Linked DNA regions of Macaca mulatta: region 2 is linked to region 1. The links are chromatin contacts, called in public Hi-C maps. All regions are on one chromosome and are shown on one strand. The core of a region is the stretch at or near the end of the contact, and the rest is flanking DNA. Distances in the headings are between cores, read along the strand shown.

Region 1 (2,851 bases), core at 53-2,552:
TATTTGCATTTTTATTATTAATGTAGTCTTATATGTTCACGGGCCACTGGCAATTGTTTATGAACACCCTGCCCATATGTCTTGCCCTAAATGAGTTTTTACTGGGTAAATATTATAGTGGAATCGCCAGAAAATGCAAAGGAGGAACACTGAGATTGAAAGGTTGGCCGGGCGCCATCGCTCACGTCTGTAATCCCAGCATTTTGGGAGGCCGAGGAGGGTGGATCACCTGAGGTCAAGAGTTCAAGACCAGCCTGGCCAACATGGTAAAACCCCATCTCTACTAAAAATACAAAAATTAGCCCGGCGTGGTTGCAGGCACCTGTAATCCCAGCTACTTGGGAGGCTGAGGCAGGAGAATTGCTTGAACCCGGGAAGCTAAAGCTGCAGTGAGCCAAGATCTCGCCACCGCATGCCAGCCTGGGAGACAGAGTGAGACTATCTCAACAACAACAAAAAAGATTGAAATGTTGGTTTAGCAAAGTGAAAAACGCAGATAAACTTAGGTTTGGATTCGCCTGTTGAATACACTGGCTATGTGACCTTGGTTCAACTTCTCAGGTCCCATCTTGTTTGTGAAAGGGGGATGAGGTTTTTATCTTTTAGTGGTGTGAGCAATGAATGGGATAATGCACGTAATGCTGGAAATTATGACAGTTACTACGATAGTTATTCTGCAGAAGTAAGTAACTGCACTATGGCACAGGAATCTATAAAACAGAGAAAGTACAGCGGTGAGTTAGTTTGAAGAATCTAAGAGGGCTATTTCTGGCATTTCCACTATTCCACCATTATTTCCTTTTTTTTTTTTTTTTTTTGAGACGGAGTCTCGCTCTGTTGCCCAGGCTGGAGTGCAGTGGCGCGATCTCGGCTCACTGCAAGAGCTCCGCCTCCCGGGTTCACGCTATTCTCCTGCCTCAGTCTCCCACGTAGCTGGGACTACAGGCGCCCCCTAGCCCGGCTAATTTTTTTGTATTTTTAGTAGAGACGGGGTTTCACCGTTTTAGCCAGGATGGTCTCAATCTCCTGACTTCGTGATCCGCCCACCTCGGCCTCCCAAAGTGCTGGGATTACAGGCCTGAACCACGCGCCCAGCCTATTCCACCAAGATTTCTACCCCTCCTCCCGAATGTTAGTGGTGTCACTATGGCAACAAGCACGCGCTGCTCAAGGCTCAATTTTCCAGCCGTTACTGATCTCCACCGCGTCACTCTCGGCTGCCAAGAGACTCTGAGGCGGATCCCCCAAGCCAGTCTCAGATTGATCCCCCTTGGCCAGAGGGCGAGAAGCCACAGGGCAGTATGGCCAAAGCGGAGGCCTCCTCGTCGCTGGAGGACTTAGACCTGAGTGGAGAGGAGGTCCAGCGGCTCACCTCCGCCTTCCAGGACCCGGAGTTCCGGCGAATGTTCTCCCAGTACGCCGAGGAGCTCACCAACCCGGAGAACCGGCGGCGCTACGAGGCGGAGATCACCGCGCTAGAGCGTGAGCGCGGGGTGGAGGTGCGGTTCGTGCACCCGGAGCCGGGGCACGTGCTGCGCACCAGCCTGGACGAGACACGGCGCTGCTTCGTGAACGTCTGCAGCAATGCGCTGGTGGGCGCGCCCAGCAGCCGGCCCGGCTCCGATGACGACCGGGGAGCAGCTCCTGGCAGTCACTGGTCCCTGCCCTACAGCTTGGCGCCAGGCCGTGAGTACGCGGGGCGCAACAGCAGCCGATACATGGTCTACGACGTGGTCTTCCATCCAGACGCGCTAGCGCTGGCCCGGCGGCACGAGGGCTTCCGCCAGATGCTGGACGCTACGGCCCTGGAGGCAGTCGAGAAGCAGTTCGGCGTGAAGCTGGACCGCAGGAATGCCAAGACCCTGAAAGCCAAGTATAAGGGGACCCCCGAGGCTGCGGTGCTGCGCACACCCCTGCCCGGGGTCATCCTGGCCAGGCCTGAGGAGGAGCCGAAGGGTCCTCTCCCGGACTTCCCCTACCCCTACCAGTACCCGGCAACCTCCGGGAACTCTGCAACCCACGGGCCCCGGGTGCCCTCCCCTCCGGAAGCGGCCTTGCAGCCCGCCCCCACTGAGCCCCGCTACAGCGTGGTGCAGCGCCACCACGTGGACCTCCAGGATTACCGCTGCTCCCGGGACTCAGCCCCGAGCCCCGTACCCCATGAGCTGGTGGTCACCATAGAACTGCCGCTGTTGCGCTCGGCCGCGCAGGCGGCGCTGGAGGTGACGGGAAAGCTGCTGTGCCTCGACTCAAGGAAACCCGACTACCGGCTGCGACTATCGCTCCCGTACCCAGTGGACGACGGCCGCGGCAAGGCACAATTCAACAAGGCCCGGCGGCAGCTGGTGGTTACGCTGCCAGTGGTACTACCGGCCGCGCGCCGGGATCCCGCCGTCGCCGGCGCAGTCGCCGCCGCCACGCCGGAAGAGTCCTTGGACCCGTCCGGAACTGATGGCCAGGCCTGCACTTCCGTTCACGAGGGGGAGGCGGGACCCGTGGGGAGTCCCGCCGAGGACGGAGGCCGCGATACCTGCGTGGCTGGGGCTGCGAGCTCTGGGGTCACCACCGTGGGCTACCCCAAGGTGGCGTCCCCGCCGGCCGGCGCTGGAGAGGAACGTGTCCCCAAGCCGGGGGAGCAGGACTTGAGCACGCACGCGGGGTCGCCGCCGGGCAGCGTGGAGGAACCATCTTCCGGAGGAGAGAACTCACCTGGTGGCGGAGGCTCCCTTTGTACGTCCTGCCGGGGCCTTGCCTGGGAGTCTTATGCGGGAAGAGAGAGTGCGCGCGGAGATACCGGTGTGGAGACGCGCGCGGAGTCGGAGGGCAAGCGCTGCGAGCCCTCAGCCCGCGC
Region 2 (3,121 bases), core at 426-2,925, 68 kb before region 1:
TCCCTCTGTCGCCCAGGCTGGAGTGCAATGACACGATCTTGGCTCAGCCTCCCGACTAGCCGGGATTACAGGCATCCGCCACCATGTCCGGCTAATTTTTGTATTTTTAGTAGAGACGGGGTTTCACCATGTTGGCCAGGCTGTTCTCGGACTCCTGACTTCAGGTAATCCACCCGTCTCAGCCTCCCGAAGTGCTGGGCTTACGGGTGTGAGCCACCACGCCCGGCCAGGTACATTTTTTTTTTACACATAATACTATTGCATACTTAACACACTACAGTGTAAACATGACTTTTATATACACTAAGATATAAAAAAATTCGTATGACCGCGCTTTATTGCAGTGGTCTGGAACAGAACCCACCATACTTTCGACGTATGCCTGTCTGTTGGTCATTTCAATGTGATTCAGTCATGTCACAGGTCTGTCATATAATGGTAGCGAGACAGAAGATGTAGGTTCTACTATCAGTAGAACTTCCAGATGGCTTAAGAAAAAAAATCTGTAAACTAAGAGGGTTGGCATATAGTATTCCTGTTTTCCAGCTTTACCATTCTTGCTTCTATAATTCTGTGATTATGGACACACAACACACACATACGTTCAAACCTCCATTGTAACAAGAATTTTAAAGCATAATATTCCTTAGCATATTATTGCTAACATGGGTCTATTCTGAGACTAGAAAAATATTCGTAGCCATTAGTAAAGAAACACCACTAAAAATAGCTTAGAAATATTTAAATATATAGGCCAGGCACGGTGGCTCAGGCTTGTAATCCCAGTACTCTGGGAAGCCAAGGAGGGCGGATCACCTGAGGTCGCTCGAGACCAGCCTGACCAACATGGGAAACCCTGTCTCAACTAAAAATACAAAACTAACCGGGCATGATGGCACATGCCGGTAATCCCAGCTACTAGAGAGGCTGAGGCAGGAGAATCGCTTGAACCTGGGGTGGCGGAGGTTACGGTGAGCTGAGATCGTGCCATTGCACTCCAGCCCTGGGCAACAAGAGCGAAACTCCATCTCAAAAACAAAAACAAAAAAAAAAACAAAAAAAAAAATTTAAATGCTTCAGTGATTTCAATATTTTATTTCGAATCGCGCCGTGGGAATAAGGAAATATATACAAAATGATACCGCGCGGCGTCCTCGGGTCCTTCTAAGTCTGCGCCAGTATGTAAGGATAATACTTAATCGCGCTGTAACTGCCTTTGCATTGGGCAGACCCGGGTTACTGAACTGCTGGGGGTGGGGGGCGGAGAATGGAAAGACGCCCGGAGCCGGGTCTGAGGCTTTAACAGAAGTAGTAACGGCGGGACGACGTCAAGCCCTGGCGCGGCTGTGGGGGCGGCGGCCAGCGGAGGGGCTGGGGGGGGCGGCAGGCGCCGGGCGCGCCAGGCCTGGGCCGCGGCCTCGGGAGCGGGTGTGGCGGGCGCTGCGTCCGCTCAGGCCGAGCGTCTCCCGGCGCGAGTTCGCCCCGTCCCGCCTCTTCCCCTTACCACGTAGCCCCCCCACACGTAGAGGAAGTTTCCGTCCACCACGGCGCAGTGGCCGCTGCGTTCCTCCGCCACGCAGAACAGCTGTGAGTCCGCCATTCGCGCCATCGCTGGCCCGCCGCTTGCCGCGCCACAGCCCCTGCCCGCCCGGCGGCCTAGCCTCCAGTCCCGACTGCTCCACGCACGAACGGAACGCGGCGAGGGTCGAGATTGGTGGAAGGCGGAGTCAGTGCGTCTGCTACGTCCCGCGGCTTTCGCTCGGGGAGTAGAGCGAGGGGCGGCGCGGCTGCGGAGGGACGTCTGGCTCCTGGCAGTGGGGAAGGGGCCTGGGGTTCCCACGCGCAGATTCCTTCTCTCTTGGAATTGTGTTTTGGCAGTACAGCCTCATTTAGTAGTCAGTCTGTAGTCAAATTCCTTGATTATCTCAAAATGTCGTTTCTACAGTTGGTTTGTCCAGCATTGTAATTCGTTGTTAACGCTTTATGTCTTTTTTACTCTAGAATAGCTTCTCTCCCTTCTCTCTTGTGCCATTGGTTTGTTATATGGATTAGTTTTCTTATTTTCCTACAGCCTTCTGGGTTTGGTTCCTCAATGTCCTTTCTCATTAACTTGTGCAAGCTTTCCCCATATTTCTTTTAGGCTGGAAGCTGTATCTAAAAGCTTTATTAGATTCTAGTTCAGATTTTTTTTTTTTTGAAAATACTTCATATTGCATCACATTAGAAGGCACTTAAGTGTGGTGCAACTTAATGATACTTTCTATTGTTTATTTTTGATGACACAAATAAACAGAGTATCTGCTCCTTTTCTTACACAAAAGGAAGTATATACAGTGTTCCTTAACTTGCTCTTTTCACTTGACGATCCATATCAGGGTACAGCGGTCTCCTCAGTCCTTTTTTTAGCTTCATAGCACTCCACTGATTGGAGGTGTCATAGCTTATTCAAACAGGTTATTGATGGACATATCGGTTATTTCCAGGTTTTTTGGCTATCATAAATAATGCTGCGATGAATAACGTTATGCATATGTTATTTTGTATTTGTAGAAGCCTATCTTTGGAGTGGAGTTCTAGATGTGGAATCCTATTTAACTTTACAAGATGTAACTGGATTTCCCTCAATAGGAGTTGTGTGCCGTGCGCAGTGGCTCACGCCTGTAATCTCACCCCTTTGGGAGGATGGGGTGGGCGGATCACTTGAGCTCAGGAGTTTGAGACCAGCCTGGCCAACCTGGGCAATCCCGTCTCTACTAAAAATGCATAAATTAGCATGGTGGCGCATGCCTGTAATCCCAGCTACTTGGGAGGCAAAGGCAGGAGAATCGCTTGAATCCAGGACGTGGAGGTTGCAGTGAGCCGAGATCGCGCCACTGCACTCCAGTCTGGGCGACAGAGCAAGATTCCTTCTCAAAAAAAGAAAAAAGAAAAATTCAAGATAGACAAAAGTGACCTATGGTAATAGAAAGCAGAAAAGTGGTTATTTGGGAGTAGGGAGGCGGAGGGGATTGATAAAAAGGAGTACAGGAAGTGTTCTGGAGTGATGAAAATGTTCTACTGTATCTTGATTGAGGTGGTGGTTACATAGGTGTATACATTTATCAAAATGCATTGAACTGCA

The links. A called contact is a pair of places that touch in the nucleus more often than the background predicts.
Region 2: a contact with region 1 is called in a Hi-C map of liver, with 4 times the contacts expected there. The contact joins the promoter of KLHDC1 here to the promoter of DNAAF2 in region 1. A contact is called at or near these places in 4 of 14 Hi-C or Micro-C datasets (CD4 T cells, cortical neurons, fetal cortex germinal zone and 1 more).

Annotation. Positions count from the first base shown.
Region 1 is chr7:122,851,884-122,854,734 of T2T-MMU8v2.0, reverse strand. DNAAF2 (dynein axonemal assembly factor 2) reads left to right here and starts at 1,302. Exons shown (of 2, transcript XM_002805231.4): 1 at 1,302-2,851. The coding sequence starts at 1,302.
Region 2 is chr7:122,919,589-122,922,709 of T2T-MMU8v2.0, reverse strand. KLHDC1 (kelch domain containing 1) reads right to left here and starts at 1,675. Exons shown (of 13, transcript XM_015143652.3): 1 at 1,505-1,675. The coding sequence starts at 1,609. It overlaps POLE2 (DNA polymerase epsilon 2, accessory subunit), which reads left to right and starts at 1,399. Exons shown (of 19, transcript XM_028851535.2): 1 at 1,399-1,587.